Regions from separate parts of the Callithrix jacchus genome. Here region 1 is linked to region 2. A link is a contact called in public Hi-C data. All regions are on one chromosome and are shown on one strand. The core of a region is the stretch at or near the end of the contact, and the rest is flanking DNA. Distances in the headings are between cores, read along the strand shown.

The links. A called contact is a pair of places that touch in the nucleus more often than the background predicts.
Region 1: a Hi-C map of skeletal muscle shows a contact between it and region 2, with 6 times the contacts expected there. The contact joins the promoter of RPS27 here to the promoter of ILF2 in region 2. A contact is called at or near these places in 2 of 3 Hi-C or Micro-C datasets (both in skeletal muscle).

The regions. Positions count from the first base shown.
Region 1 is chr18:14,418,182-14,424,970 of calJac240_pri, forward strand. It overlaps RPS27 (ribosomal protein S27), which reads left to right and starts at 4,052. Exons shown (of 4, transcript XM_078355792.1): 1 at 4,052-4,319; 2 at 4,400-4,508; 3 at 4,841-4,951; 4 at 5,413-5,498. The coding sequence starts at 4,490. The coding sequence ends at 5,441. RAB13 (RAB13, member RAS oncogene family) reads right to left here and starts at 4,000. Exons shown (of 8, transcript XM_035279951.2): 1 at 3,851-4,000. NUP210L (nucleoporin 210 like) reads right to left here. Exons shown (of 39, transcript XM_035279949.3): 38 at 6,722-6,789; 39 at 6,406-6,642. The coding sequence ends at 6,545.
Region 2 is chr18:14,100,790-14,108,435 of calJac240_pri, forward strand. It overlaps ILF2 (interleukin enhancer binding factor 2), which reads right to left and starts at 2,369. Exons shown (of 14, transcript XM_078355749.1): 1 at 2,298-2,369. NPR1 (natriuretic peptide receptor 1) reads left to right here and starts at 2,538. Exons shown (of 21, transcript XM_035279288.3): 1 at 2,538-3,679; 2 at 4,316-4,515; 3 at 5,033-5,146; 4 at 5,703-5,838; 5 at 6,814-6,905. The coding sequence starts at 2,959.

The sequences.
Region 1 (6,789 bases), core at 2,802-5,301, 320 kb after region 2:
TTTATTTTATTTTTTTTTTGACACAAGAGTTTTGCTCTTGTCACCCAGGCTGGAGTGCAATGGCATGATCCCTGGTCACTGCAACCTTCGCCTTCTGGATTCAAGTGATTCTCCAGCCTCAGCCTCCCAAGTAGCTGAAATTACAGGCACCCACCACCAATCCTGGCTAATTTTTCTTTTCTTGTATTTTTAGTAGAGATGGGGGTTTCCCCATGTTGGCCACTCCCGACCTCAGGTGATCCACCCACCTTGGCCTCCAAAATGCTTGGATTATAGGTGTGAGCCACTACGCCCAGCCTCTGCCTTTAGAAAAAATTATTCTTGCTATATGTGTGCTGGGGGTGAAAAAAATTACGAAAAAAGAAAGAAAGAAAAAATTATTTAAGACCCAGTGCAGTGGCCGAGTGCGGTGGCTCACGCCTATAATCTCAGCACTTTGGGAGGCCTAGCGGGGTGGATTACAAGGTCAGGAGATTGAGACCATTCTGGCTAAAACAGTGAAACCCCACGTCTACTAAAAATACAAAAAATTAGGTGATCTCAAGTGATCCACCTGCTTCAGCATCCCAAATTTCTGGGAATACAGGAATGAGTCATTGTGCCCAGCCTAATTTTTTTTTTTTTTTTTTGAGACAGGATCTTCCCATAAAAAATTAAAATAAAGGCCAGGTGCGGTGCCTCACACCTGTAATCCCAAGACTTTGGCAGGCCAAGGCGGGCGGATCACCAGAAGTTGGGAGTTCAAGACCAGCCTGACCAACATGGAGAACCCCATCTCTATTAAAAATACAAAATTAGGCCGGGCTCGGTGGCTCTAGCCTGTAATCCCAGCACTTTGGGAGGCCGAGGCAGGTGGATCACAAGGTCAAGAGATGGAGACCATCCTGGTCAACATGGTGAAACCCCGTCTCTACTAAAGATTCAAAAAATTAGCTGGGCATGGTGGGGCGTCCCTGTAATCCCAGCTACTTGGGAGGCTGAGGCAGGAGAATCTCTTGAACCCGGGAGGTAGAGGTTGCGGTGAGCTGAGATCATGTCACTGCACTCAAAGCCTGGGGACAAAATGACACTCCGTCTCAAAACCAAAAGAACAACAACAACACAAAATTAGCCGGGCGTGGTGGTGGGCGCCTGTAATCCCAGGTACTCAGGAGGCTAAGGCAGGAGAATCCCTTGAACTCAGGAGGTGGAGGTTGTGGTGAGCTGAGATTCCGCCATTGCACTCTAGCCTGGGCAATAAGAACAACACTAGGTCTCAGAAAAAAAAAAAAAGTGTACTGGTTGTAAGAAGAATCTTTTGGAACTGCACTTATCCTCATCACCTTCTATGTCCATATTTGTCCTTTCTCTTTTTTATTTTTTTTAGAGACAGGGTCTTGCTAGCTTCCCAGGCTGGAGTGCAGTGGCTATTCACAGGCACAATCCCACTACTGATTAGCACGGGAGTTTTGACCTGCTCCGTTTCCCACCGGGGCTGGTTTGCCCCTCCTTAGGCAACCTGGTGCTGGGATTATAGCCATCAGCTACCTTGCCCGGCTTGTCCCTTCTCAAGCACAACTATTCGATCTCCTTTTGTCCATTCTCTCCCCTCTCATTATCTCCTTGAGTCTTCCCTGTTTCTTCTCACTGAACAAACCATGTCTCACCTGTCCTATTTATTTATTTATTATTTTTTTGAGACAGAGTCTCGCTGTCTTGCCCAGGCTGGAGTACAATGGCACGATCTCAGCTCACTGCAATTTCCACCTCCCAGGTTCATGAGATTCTTCTGCCTCCCAAGTAGCTGGGATCACAGGCACCCACTACCACACCTAGCTAATTTTTTGTATCTTTAGTAGAGACGGGGTTTCATCACGTTGGCCAGGCTAGTCTTGAACTCCTGACTTCAAATGACCTACTCGCCTCGGACTCTCAAAGCGCTGGGATTACAGGCATGAGCCACTGCGTCTAGCCTATTTTCATGTTTTTTAGAGACAGGGTGATTCTACCACCCAGACTGGAGTACAGTGGCACTATCCTAGGTCACTGCAGCCTCAGGCTCCTGGGCCCAAGACATTCTTTTTAGCTTTCCAAGCAGCTGGGACTACAGGCACAAGCTACCACACCTGGCTAATGTTTCGATTTTTTGTAAAGATGAAGTTTCATTATATTGCCCAGGCTGGTCTTGAACTCCTGGCCTCAAGCAATCCTCCCACCTCAGCCTCCCAAAGTGCTGAGATTACACTATGGTGTGGGCCACCATATTCAGCTTCACCAGTCCCTTAAATTCTCTTCAATTTTTGTGAATTAACCTGATAAATCCCTGTTATTTTTTCTTTTTATCTCATTTTGCCTGGATCTGGACTTTTCATCCTCAACAATACATTATTCTTGCTCACCTCTCTGAAGTGTACTTTTGCTGGTGTATACCTACTTTCACTGGAACCTGATTTTTTTTTTTTTTTGACAGAGTCTCACTCTTGTTGCCGAGGCTGGAGTGCAATGGCATGGTCTCAGCTCACTGCAAGCTCTTCCACTGCGATTCAAGCGATTCTCCTGCCTCAGCCTCCCAAGTAGCTGAGATTACAGGTGCCTGCCACCATGCTGTCAGGTCTCCATATGCAAGCCTGGAGCCTGAAAGTCTGAAGTTCTGCTTGCCTCAGCTGATGTCTCCCATACCCCCCATCCCTCCCCCTACCTCGCTATTGTCCCTAATTGCCCAGCAGCGGAGCTTCCCCACAAGCCCCTCACCCAACCCTGCCATCTTATCTGTTCTCATGATAATGTAAATACCTCTCACCCAACCCTGCCATTGTAACTGAACTTGTGGTCATGTATACTTGTCCTTGCCCCTACCGCCCAAACACTGTAACTGAACTTACTCTGCAACACCCCTGCCCCCCAAGAAACTACCCAAACCTATAAAACCAACTCCTATCCAACCGCCCTTTGCTAATGCCCTTTTTGGCCTTAGCCCACCTGCACCCAGGTGAATAAACAGCCATGTTGCTCACACAAAGCCTGTTTGGAAGGTTTCTTCATTCAAAGCGCGCGTTTTTCAACACACGGCCGGTTAATATTTGTATTTTTAGTAGAGACGGGTTTCACCACGTTGGCCAGGCTGGTCTCGAACTCCTGACCTCAAGTGATCCACCCTCCTAGGCCTCCCAAAGTGCTGGGATAACAGGCGTGACCCACCGCGCCTGTTGTTAAATATGGGTAAATTAAAACAACAGAAAAAGAGTTAGGAATATAAGTAAATTCTGAACACTGCACTGGCCTCTGAAAAAGAAAGAAAAAAAAATAATATCGGTAATTAAAAAATAGTACAGAAGCTAGGTGGTGCAGTGAGCCAAGATCGCACCACTGACTCCAGCCTGGGCGATAGAGGGAGACTGTGTCTCATAAATAAATAAATACATTTTTTAATAGGCCGGGTGCGGTGGCTCACCCCTGTAATCCCAGCAGTTTGGGAAGCCGAGGCCGGTTCACGATGTCAAGAGATCGAGATCATCCAGGCCAACATGGTGAAACCTCGTCTCTACTAAAAAATACAAAAAATTAGCTGGGCGAGGTGGCGCGCGCCTCTAGTTCCAGCTACTCGGGAGGCTGAGGCAGGAGAATTGCTTGAACCTGGGAGGCGAGACTGCAGTGAGCCGAGGTCGCGCCACTGCTCTCCAGCCTGGCGCCTGGTGACAGAGTGAAACTGTCTCAAAAAAAAAAAAAAAAAGAAAAAAAAAGTACGTAACTCTGGGATATGGTTCCTTCTCCTTGGTGTTTTCCTCACTTTCCTATTAGGCTTCAATTGTCAAGATATGGCACAAAATTTTAAAAGTGTCCATTTATCCCTTGATAGTGATCAAACGCTGACCTCAGGATAGCAAGGTAGCGCTCTCAGCATGGTGACGCATCTGTGTCACAACCATCAGTTAAAGACCTTCCGAAAATGACAGCTCCCTTGTCTCCTCACCGCGGCAGAGCCAAGTAGGACCTTCCAAACATGGCGGCACAAGAGTCTTGCGTCATTTCCTGTAGTGTGTCCAATATAAGGGGCAGGATTTCCGCTTTCGCTCCTTTCCGGCGGTGACGATCTACGCACGAGAACATGCCTGTGAGTGCTTTGGTCCAGGTTTCGGCGGAGATCTCGCTCTTCTGTTCGCACGCTCCCCTCCCGCTGATTTCGGATCGCAGAGGGTCCTCATTTGCCCTCTGCACTTAGGACATTAACTCCAGGGACCGCAGCGGTCCACGGGCCACCCGCATAGACGGGAGCGGAGAGGAGATAAGATGGCGGCCCAGCTGCGCAGACATCAGGGGCGGCGAGGGGCGAGCTCTCCCCGGTGTGTGACAGTCGGGGCTGTTTTCGAGCATCCCATTTTCGCCGTTGGTTTCTAAATCTCTGCATTTCTGTCCTTCTTAGCTAGCAAAGGATCTCCTTCATCCGTCTCCAGAAGAGGAGAAGAGGAAACACAAGAAGAAACGCCTGGTGCAAAGCCCCAATTCCTACTTCATGGATGTGAAATGCCCAGGTGAGGAGACGGCTTGCTGTAGTGGGGAAAGCACTGGACCTCAACACTTGGAAAAAGTTGAGTGAGCTGTGTCGTATTCGTGAAGCTGTCCAGCAGCTTCAGTTTCTTCGCCTGTGAAAAATTTTTCCTGATACTCTTAAAATTAGGATGTATGAGACTGGCAACGTTTTGCATCTTAGGAGGAGTGATTCATTTCAGCGTGATCCCCCATCACGTTTCACATCCAATCCCTATCTTTTTTTGTGTTGGGAAACAGTAATGGAGTTGGGCATAAATGCCGGAAAGATACGGGTGTAGTAGAGGAAGAAAATGTTAATCTGTTTTTTTTTTAGGATGCTATAAAATCACCACGGTCTTCAGCCATGCACAAACGGTAGTTTTGTGTGTTGGTTGCTCCACTGTCCTCTGCCAGCCTACAGGAGGAAAAGCAAGGCTTACAGAAGGTAAATGGTTTACTAATGTGATTTGGGGCTTTGTTTTTCTTTTTTGTTTTGTTTGAGTTTTTGCTTTATAGAAATGAAAACACTTCTCAGGATCTTTCAATTTTCGTTTTTTTTTTTTTCCTTTGGATATTTCAATCTTAGAGTGACAAAGATTATGTATAATGTAAACTTTCAGACAAGAAGTGTTGGATTTGATGGTTTTTTTCTTTAAGTAGATACTACCAAAAACTACATACTAATCTCAAAGCACTACTGTCTAAAGCTGGGGTCAATGGGCAGTAAAAGGGCTCAAGTTGATATGAAGTGACCCAAATGATATAAATGATTCTGTAGCTAAAACTTCAGAAAAATAAAGATGTAGCTTTCTGTGGGTGGATCTCCTGGCATCTGCTTGTTTCGTGGGGGAGGTGGGCAGAATACCTGGGCTGTCATCAGCTAATCTCTGAACCTTTTTCCTCCAGGATGTTCTTTCAGGAGGAAGCAGCACTAAAAGCACTCTGAATCAAGATGAGTGGGAAACTATCTTAATAAACACATTTTGGATAAATCCTGTTTATTGTCTTGTTTAACTGTTAGGATCCTGTCTCAAGTATTCAGGGCAACCGGAAAGAGAAGATTAGAGTCAGTTTGGGCAAGTAAGTGGCCAATTACTTTAAAAATCCGTTTGGGGGCGTTTTAAACCACCTAGGCTCATTGGGTAAAAAAATTTTGTTGAGACAGTCTCCCTCTCTCGCCTGGCACCGCAACCTCTACCTCCCTGGTCAAGCAATTCTGCCTCAGCCTCTGGAGTAGCTGGGACTGCAGGCACATGCCACCATGCCCAGCTATTTTTTGTATTTTAGTAGAGATGGGTTTTCACCATGTTGGCCAGGATGGTCTCTATCTCTTGACCTCGTGATGTGGCTGCCTCGGCCTCCCAAAGTGCTGGGATTATAGGCAAGAGCCACCTTGCCCGGCCTGGTTTTTTTAAACTGGTCTTTGAACTGACCTCAGGTGATAACGTGCCTTGGCCTCCCAAAGTGCTGAGATTATAGGCATGAGCCACTGTGCCTGGTCGTGTGTGTGGTTTGAGGCAGAGTCTTGCTTTGTTGCCCAGGCTGGAGTGGCTCAATCTTGGCTCACTGCAACCTCTGCCTCTCGGGTTCAAGTGATTCTCCTGCCTTAGCCTCCGAAGTAGCTGGCTCTACAGGTGTACATGCCACCACACCCAGCTACTTTCTGTATTTTTAGTAGAGACAGGGTTTCACCATATTGGCCAAGCTGGTCTTAAACTCCTGACCTTAGGCGATCCCCCCATTTCAGCCTCCCAAAGTGCTGGCGTTACAGGCATGAGCCACCTCGCCTGACCATGTATTTTTTTTTTTAAGGGGAGGGGGAAGCTGTATCTTTTTTTAACCAAGTTTTTTTTAGAATTAAGAGCTGACATACTCTTTGCAACACAATCCAACACACCAGTTTAAAGAAACAGCTTAGGGTCCTTTATAGTTCGTAGAAGGCTTTTCTGGAAACAGTGTAGAAGTTGCTGTTAGGCTTTTTGTTTAGGACTAGAAATCTTCATTCCCCTACAGTTAAAAGGAATTTGTCCAATAGAGGTTACTTCCTTATACTCCATAACCAATGTTGCAGCCGACTTTGGGCTGGTGGAGGCTGTGGACTCATGAAGGGAGAGGGAGAACTTGTGTTAAGAGAACCTAGAAGTAAAGAGGGAAAGGTTAAGTAAATTAAATGTGTATATCTGAACTTTTCAAAGATAAGGACAGATTTTTTTACCTGGCTGTGGTGTTCCTAGAGTTGGTACATACACAACTGGAACTGTTTGAATCTTGTTTAGGAAGGCG
Region 2 (7,646 bases), core at 1,119-3,618:
TCCATCTGCTGTCTACCTCTATAATCTCTGGAACCTGCCATCTCTATTATAGGACAAGGACATTATGCCTGTCACACAAAAGCTTTCATTATCTTCCCTCCACTGCCCTCTCCCCTGACTCTCTTCCTCAGTCATCCTACATGCACACACCTTACAACCTGGATCAGGGCTGAAAACACAAACTCCTACCTACAAAGCCAGGCAGGTAATGCACCTAAGTGAAGCAGGGTGCCTAGGAACCATGATGAACTAGACTCATTTCAAGGAGATAATGGATACTTGTTCTGGCTGATTGCTCCTGGAGGGATGCAGGACCTATACTGCCAGTTCTTCCAATATTTTCAGAAAAGTCAGAAATCCAGGTTGGGCCTGACGGCTCACACTTGTTATCTCAGAACTTTGGGAGGCAGATGCAGGAGGATCGTTTGAGCCTAGGAGTTTGAGACCAGCCTGGGCAACATAGGGAGACCTCCATCTTAAAAAAAAAAAAAAAAAAATCATAAATCCAAATATTCATGTGGCATCTTATGATTTTTAAGTGTGGACAATTAAATATATGTAGAGAGAATGCAAATCAAACAAAGCATGCCTATCATCTCAAGTTGGCCTATCGACCACAATTTGCTCTGGATGGTAAGAGTATTCTTCCAATGCAAGATACCGGAAAAACAAAAAAATAAAAAATAATTAAAAAAAAAAAAAGAATATTCAAGTCTCAGCCAGGTGCAGTGGCTTACACCTGTAATCTCAACACTTTGGGAGGCTGAAGTGGGTGGCTCACCGGAGATCAGGAGTTCGAAATCAGCCTGACCAACACAGTGAAAACCGGTCTCTACTAAAAATGCAAAATTAGCCAGGCATGTGCCTGTATTCCCAGGAGGCTGAGGCAGGAGAACTGCTTGACCCCCAGGAGACCAAGGTTGCAGTGAGCTGAGATTGGGCCACTGAACTCCAGCCTGGACAACAAGAGCAAAACTCCCATCTCAAAAAAAAGAGAAAAGAGGGCCGGGCGCAGTGGCTCATGCCTATAATCCCAGCAATTTGGGAGGCCGAGGCAGGTGGATCATGAGGTCAAGAGATCGAGACCATCCTGGTCAACATGGTGAAACCCCGTCTCTACTAAAAATACAAAAATTAACTGGGCATGGTGGCGTGCACCTGTAGTCCCAGCTACTCGGGAGGCTGAGGCAGGAGAATTGCTTGAGCCCAGGAGGCAGAGGTTGTGGTGATTCAAGATCGTGCCATTGCACTCCAGCCTGGGTAACAAGAGCAAAACTCCGTCTCAAAAAAAAGAATATTCAAGTCTCCTAAAATTCCATACATAGGCAATATACTTCAACATTCTGCTCTGTCTACACAGAATACCTTTCTCATCCTTCTGTCCTCGTTGAATTATTTCTCTTTGGAGATTTTCCGGCCCCAATCCAAGCAGAATGAATAGCCCTCATCTGAGTCGTTTAGCAATTTATCCATGTCTCCCATGCATGTTGCATTACGGTTATTTGTTCCAAACAGAGCTCTTCAAAGGCACGAACTATATATAGATTCATCTTTATGCCCTCGGCACCTAGTGGGTGCTTGTGATTGACAGCACAGAAGGTTATCTGGAAATGTTTGCTGACCAGAAGTTTGCTGATCTTATGTCCTACTTAGGCGCAGCCTTGGAGAGGTTGGCGCTGCAGTGCCGTCAGTGACTTCTGATGACCATTAGAGGGCACACTGATTCCACAGCAGTCTGGACCGGGGCACCAGCTGTCAAGTGCCCCAAAACCCACTCCCCAATTTAGGCCTCCAATGATTATTTCCAACATCATCTCCTACAGCCTTCATTTTAACAACCCTCAACACAAAACAGTCATTTCTGGGGGAGGCCCTGAAGTATGAAACTATTCTCTCCCAGTCACCCACCCGCTCTCCTCAGCTTCCTAAAATTTGAGCCCTAAAGATTTAATTCTGCCCTGACACGAGCTCATTTTTTCACGGCGAATCTGCACAATCTGGAAGATGGCAGTCAGGGAAAGAGATCGGGATCATAGAAGGGCTGGGTAACAAGCACTCTGGGCTCGCCTTCAACTTTCACGGCCCTTTCCAGAAACCCGGCACCTTGCACCGACTCCCAAACACACACATCCACGCACTCACAGTTTCCTGCCGGGATCCCAAACCAGCACATCTTTCCCTCTTCCTCGGAGAAAACCAGATAGGAGGCGAGCGAAAAGGTGGGGCGCAAATGGGCCCCGGCTGCTTCCACACACACGCTCCGTTCAGCTCTACCTTCCATCCCGGCGAGGGCGCACCTTCAGAGGGTCCTGTCCGAGGAGGAAGGCATGGGCAGCCGAGACCTGGGAAGAGGATCCACCGGGAAGCGCACGGGCTGGACGGCGGGAAGGAAGGAGTTAAAGATCCAGGATTGGCTCTTCTGTCACTGAGTCTGGGAGGGGAAGCGGCCGGGAGGGAGGGTTCGGAGCTTGGCTCGGGTCCTCCACGGTTCCCTCCGGACAGCCGGAGACTTGGGCCGGCCGGACGCCCCTTCTGGCACATTCCCCGAGGCAGGCGCGCACGCACGCTACAAACACACACTCTCCTCTTCCCTCCCTCGCGGGCCTTCTCCCATCCTTCTCCACGGAGCGCTCTCTCTCTCTTTCTCTCTCTCTCTCTCACACACACACACACGCACGCACAAGCCCAGTTGTTCACACTCGGGTCCTCTGGCCTGACGTTCTCCTGGCACCCACCTGCTCCGCGGCGCCCTGCGCGTCCCCCTCCATCGCGCCCCTCGCGCTCTCCGCCCAGACCGTCGTAGCTACAGGGGGCCTCGTACCCCGGGGTGAGCGCCCCTGTCCCGCTCATAATTCTTCCCATAGGGACGCGCCTGATGCCTGGGACCAGCCGCTGAGCCGTAGGGGACGGAGGAGGCCATGGTGGGAGCGCTCGCCCGCTGCGGTGCCCGCTGAGGCCATGCCGGGGCCCCGGCGTCCCGCCGGCTCCCGCCTGCGCCTGCTCCTGCTCCTGCTGCTGCCGCCGCTGCTGCTGCTACTCCGGGGCAGCCGCGCGGGAAACCTGACGATAGCCGTGGTACTGCCTCTGGCCAACACCTCGTACCCGTGGTCGTGGGCGCGCGTGGGACCCGCCGTGGAGCTGGCCCTGGCCCGGGTGAAGGCGCGCCCCGACTTGCTGCCAGGCTGGACGGTCCGCACGGTGCTGGGCAGCAGCGAGAACGCGCTGGGCGTCTGCTCTGACACCGCCGCGCCCCTGGCCGCGGTGGACCTCAAGTGGGAGCACAACCCCGCGGTGTTCCTGGGCCCGGGCTGCGTGTACGCCGCCGCCCCGGTAGGGCGCTTCACCGCGCACTGGCGGGTGCCGCTGCTGACCGCCGGCGCCCCGGCGCTGGGCTTCGGTGTCAAGGACGAGTACGCGCTGACCACCCGCGCGGGGCCCAGCTACGCAAAGCTGGGCGACTTCGTGGCGGCGCTGCACCGACGGCTGGGCTGGGAGCGCCAGGCGCTCATGCTCTACGCCTACCGGCCGGGTGACGACGAGCACTGCTTCTTCCTCGTGGAGGGGCTGTTTATGCGTGTCCGCGACCGCCTCAATATCACGGTGGACCACCTGGAGTTCGCCGAGAACGACCTCGGCCACTACACCAGGCTGCTGCGGACCGTGCCGCGCAAAGGCCGAGGTGAGACGCGGGCGCACCGGGTCCCGCAGCTCCGCCGCAGGGCTTCCCCTCTGACTTCCACTCTCGTCTCTCGTCCGGGCCACTCTTCTTTCTCCTCCCCGGTCTTCATTCCCCTCTCAGCTCCTAGGCCCTTTCTGCTGCGGAGTTTTCTATTTCCCTCTCTTTTTAGCCACCCTGCACCGCGCCTCTATACTCTCACCTCCCCGACCCCCACTCACTCCCTCCAACCCTGGCAAAGCTCAGTTCCGGTCCCTTTTTATCTCCCGCATTTTCTCGCTTCCCTATAGCCTTCTCCCCACCTTCATCCTCTCTTCCCGTCGCTCCTCAAAGTCCTCTCCGCACCGCCCCCCGCCCTCGCTCCTGTCGCCCTCCTGGCCCCACCCTTCTCTACCTTCAGCTCCACTATTCCCCTCTCCATATCTGTCCCTTCCTCTCTTCCGCCCCCCACATCGCCTTCGACCCTTCGTCTTTCTCCTGCCCTGCCGTGGTCTAGGCTGAGCCGGGTTGCCACTTAACTCTCACCGGGCTTCTCCTGCCCCCCATCTCTAACCTCCTCCCCTCGGTGCCTCCGCTTTCCTAGCCCTGTCTCTCCCACAGTACCTAGGCTTCTCTCTCTGAATACTCCTTTTTCTGCAGTTATCTACATCTGCAGCTCGCCTGATGCCTTCAGAGCCCTTATGCTTCTGGCCCTGGAAGCTGGCTTGAGTGGGGAGGACTACGTTTTCTTTCACCTGGATATCTTTGGGCAAAGCCTGCAAGGTGGACAGGGCCCTGTTCCCCGCAGGCCCTGGGAGAGAGGAGATGGGCAGGATGTCAGTGCCCGCCAAGCCTTTCAGGTGAGTACCTAGGTTTGAGGTGAGTACCTAGGTTTGAAGTTAGTACCTAGGTTTGAAGCTCAGGCCATCTCAGCTTGTGGCACGTCATTTCTGGGCACTGTGTCCCTCAGTGTCTGAAAGAATTCCAGAAAAAAAAGGTTTGGTCTGTTTGTTTCTTCATGCACTCATGGTAACTCACAGAACAGAAAAGTGGTTGGTGATGCTCTCTGGGAATTAGGCAGTGAAAGGCAGGGGACTAGCCGGGGCGCTTGAGCACCAGCAGGCTAAAAAGAAGAAAATGGGCTTTAGAGGGGAGGAGGTTAAAGTCCCACTGTCTGGACAGGACTTGGAGAAGCCATCCCTTTGGATTCCCTGCTTTGGAATGGGCATCACTTCATGCGGGGAATAGGGTTCAGTTTGACCTTGAGCTAAGCGGAGACCCAGCTCTGGGAGGTGGGCTCTAACTGTTGGGGCCCCATGGTACTGCGGGGATAGAGTCAGCTCCCAACTCTCTGCTCTCTGCCGACCGCTTCCTCAGGCTGTCAAAATCATTACATATAAAGAACCAGATAATCCCGAGTACTTGGAATTCCTGAAGCAGCTAAAACACCTGGCCCGGGAGCAGTTCAACTTCACCATGGAGGACGGCCTGGTAAGAAGAGGTACCGGGACCCTACAGCGTGGACCTTCAGCCCCCACTCCACGACCCTCTGCCAGCCTCCATTCCCTCTTCCCAGTTCTCCCCTTCCTTCCCTTCCCATTGTTCCATGTCTCTCCCGACTTATCCCTCTGGGATGTGAATCCCAAGACTGGTGCCTTCAGGGTAAGTTCGTGCATCCGGAAGACAGGGCCAACTCCAAGGCATCATCAGTGCCTCCTCCTGATGATGAAGGAGGACACTGGCAAGTTCAGCCTCTGAAACTCAGGTTACCATCCATAATACAGAGATGATACATCCCGCCCTGTGTGCCTAGTGTGATTCAGGAAGCGATGCTAATCCAAAGGCATCATTTAAATAGTAAAATCTAAATAGTCTGTTGGTACCAACAACAAAAATAAATAAATAGTAAAATCTCCCAGTGATGTAGGGGTGTTATTTTCTCCTATCCTCTTCCAAACTCCCAGTGCCTCTCATTCCCTTCCCCACAGCCCCCAACTCCATGCCCTTCATTCACCTCACCCCAGCCAACCTCTGCTTGCCCCCACAGGTGAACACCATCCCAGCGTCCTTCCATGATGGGCTGCTGCTCTATGTCCAGGCAGTGACGGAGACTCTGGCACATGGAGGAACTGTCACTGATGGGGAGAACATCACTCAGCGGATGTGGAACCGAAGCTTTCAAGGTCAGGGCCTTGAGGTGGCTGGAATGGGCAGCCTTGGGGGATGAATCCCAGGTGCCCACTGTCGTGAGAAGTCTGTAGCACAGAGTCACCAGTGCACACCAGCCTTTTCCTCCACAGCTTTTTCTCAGGCGCATCCCTCCAGAAGTCCTACTGAGTGTCCAACCTCAATCATCCCTGCTGGGCACTGGATCCTTTTATTTTATTTTATTTTTGAGATGGAGTCTCGTTCTGTTCCCAAGGCTGGAATGCAGTGGCTAGATCTCAGCTCACTGCAACCTCCAACTCCCAGGTTCAAGCGATTCTCCTGCCTCAGCCTCCTGAGTAGTTGGGATTACAGGTGTCCGCCACCACACCTGGCTAATTTTTTGTATTTTTGGGGGATGGGCATCACTTCTTGCAGAGCATAGGGTCCTGTTTGACCTTGAGCTAAGCAGAGACCTAGCTCTGGGAGGTGGGCTCCTGACTGTTGGGGCCCCACAGTACTGCGGGCATAGAGTCAGCTCCCAATTCTCCGCTCTCCACTGACCCCTTCCTCAGGCTGCCAAAATCATTACATATAAAGAGCCAGAGGTTCTGGGACCCTCCAGCGTGGAACTTGAGCCCCCACTCCACGATCCTCTGCCAGCTTCCATCCTTCCCAATTCCCAGTTATCACCCTCCCTCCCTTCCCATTGTTCCATGTCTTTCCTGATGATGGAGGAGGACACTGGCAGGTTTTTTTAGTTGAGACAGGGTTTCATGTTGGCAGGCTAGTCTCAAACTTCTGACCTCAGGTGATTCGCTTGCCTCAGCCTCCCAAAACGCTGAGATTACAGGCATGAGCCACAGTGCCCGGCCCTTTTACCATTTACTGTCATTCTGTATGCATGTATGTTTGGAAGGCAAGGCAAAAAAGATGAGAGGATGAAGAGATGAAGTGGGATACCGCTGAACTTCCATTCTCTCCCACACAGTCATCTTCCCCTGTGTCCTCAGGTGTGACAGGACACCTGAAAATTGATAGCAGTGGTGATCGGGAAACAGACTTCTCCCTCTGGGATATGGATCCCGAGACTGGTGCCTTCAGGGTAAGTTTGTGCACCCAGAAGACAGTGCCAACTCCAAATGGCATCTCACCCTCCTACTTCCCCCCACAGCCTTACCAGGGCACCTTTTATCCTGTAGCCACTCTACCGTGCCTGGACACTTACGAGAGCCCTGAATAAGACAGACCCAGCTCCAGTCTGGGAAAGCCACCAGAACGATAGGGACCCACAGGCATCACACTTGGGGAGCCCCATGCCTGAGGAGAGAGCACAACCCTGGCCTCAGAGAGCTCCGAAGGGAAGCAGGCAGGACCGCCTCCCAGCAGAGGCAGGGTCACAAAGGATGCACATTACACACCTCTACAAGTGAGTGAGGACAGGAAGCCACTGAGACCGATGGCAGCAAGGGACAGGTCATCCAGAGAAGGTTTCCTGGAAGAGGGGCACATGGATTGGGCCTGGGGATGTAGGCTGAGGTGAACACGGCCTTATTCTGTTTTCTACCAAGAAAATAGGTAGAGAAAAATCAATGCTTGGTTGGTGCCTCAACCAAGATTATAAACTCCCTGAGTGTAGACATTGGGTTCTATATGGAGTTTTCTTTGTAAAAATTCTTGATAGTTGTCAGGTGTTTCCACTTGAATAATACGTGTGTGGTATGAGGTCCAGTATCCAGTTGCAGCAGGGGCTTGGTAAACAGGTGACAACCCAGACATATATAAGCTCTGGAAGCAGAGCTGGGGTAGGTAGGAGGTGACATTGCTGTGCTACACAGCAGCCTTC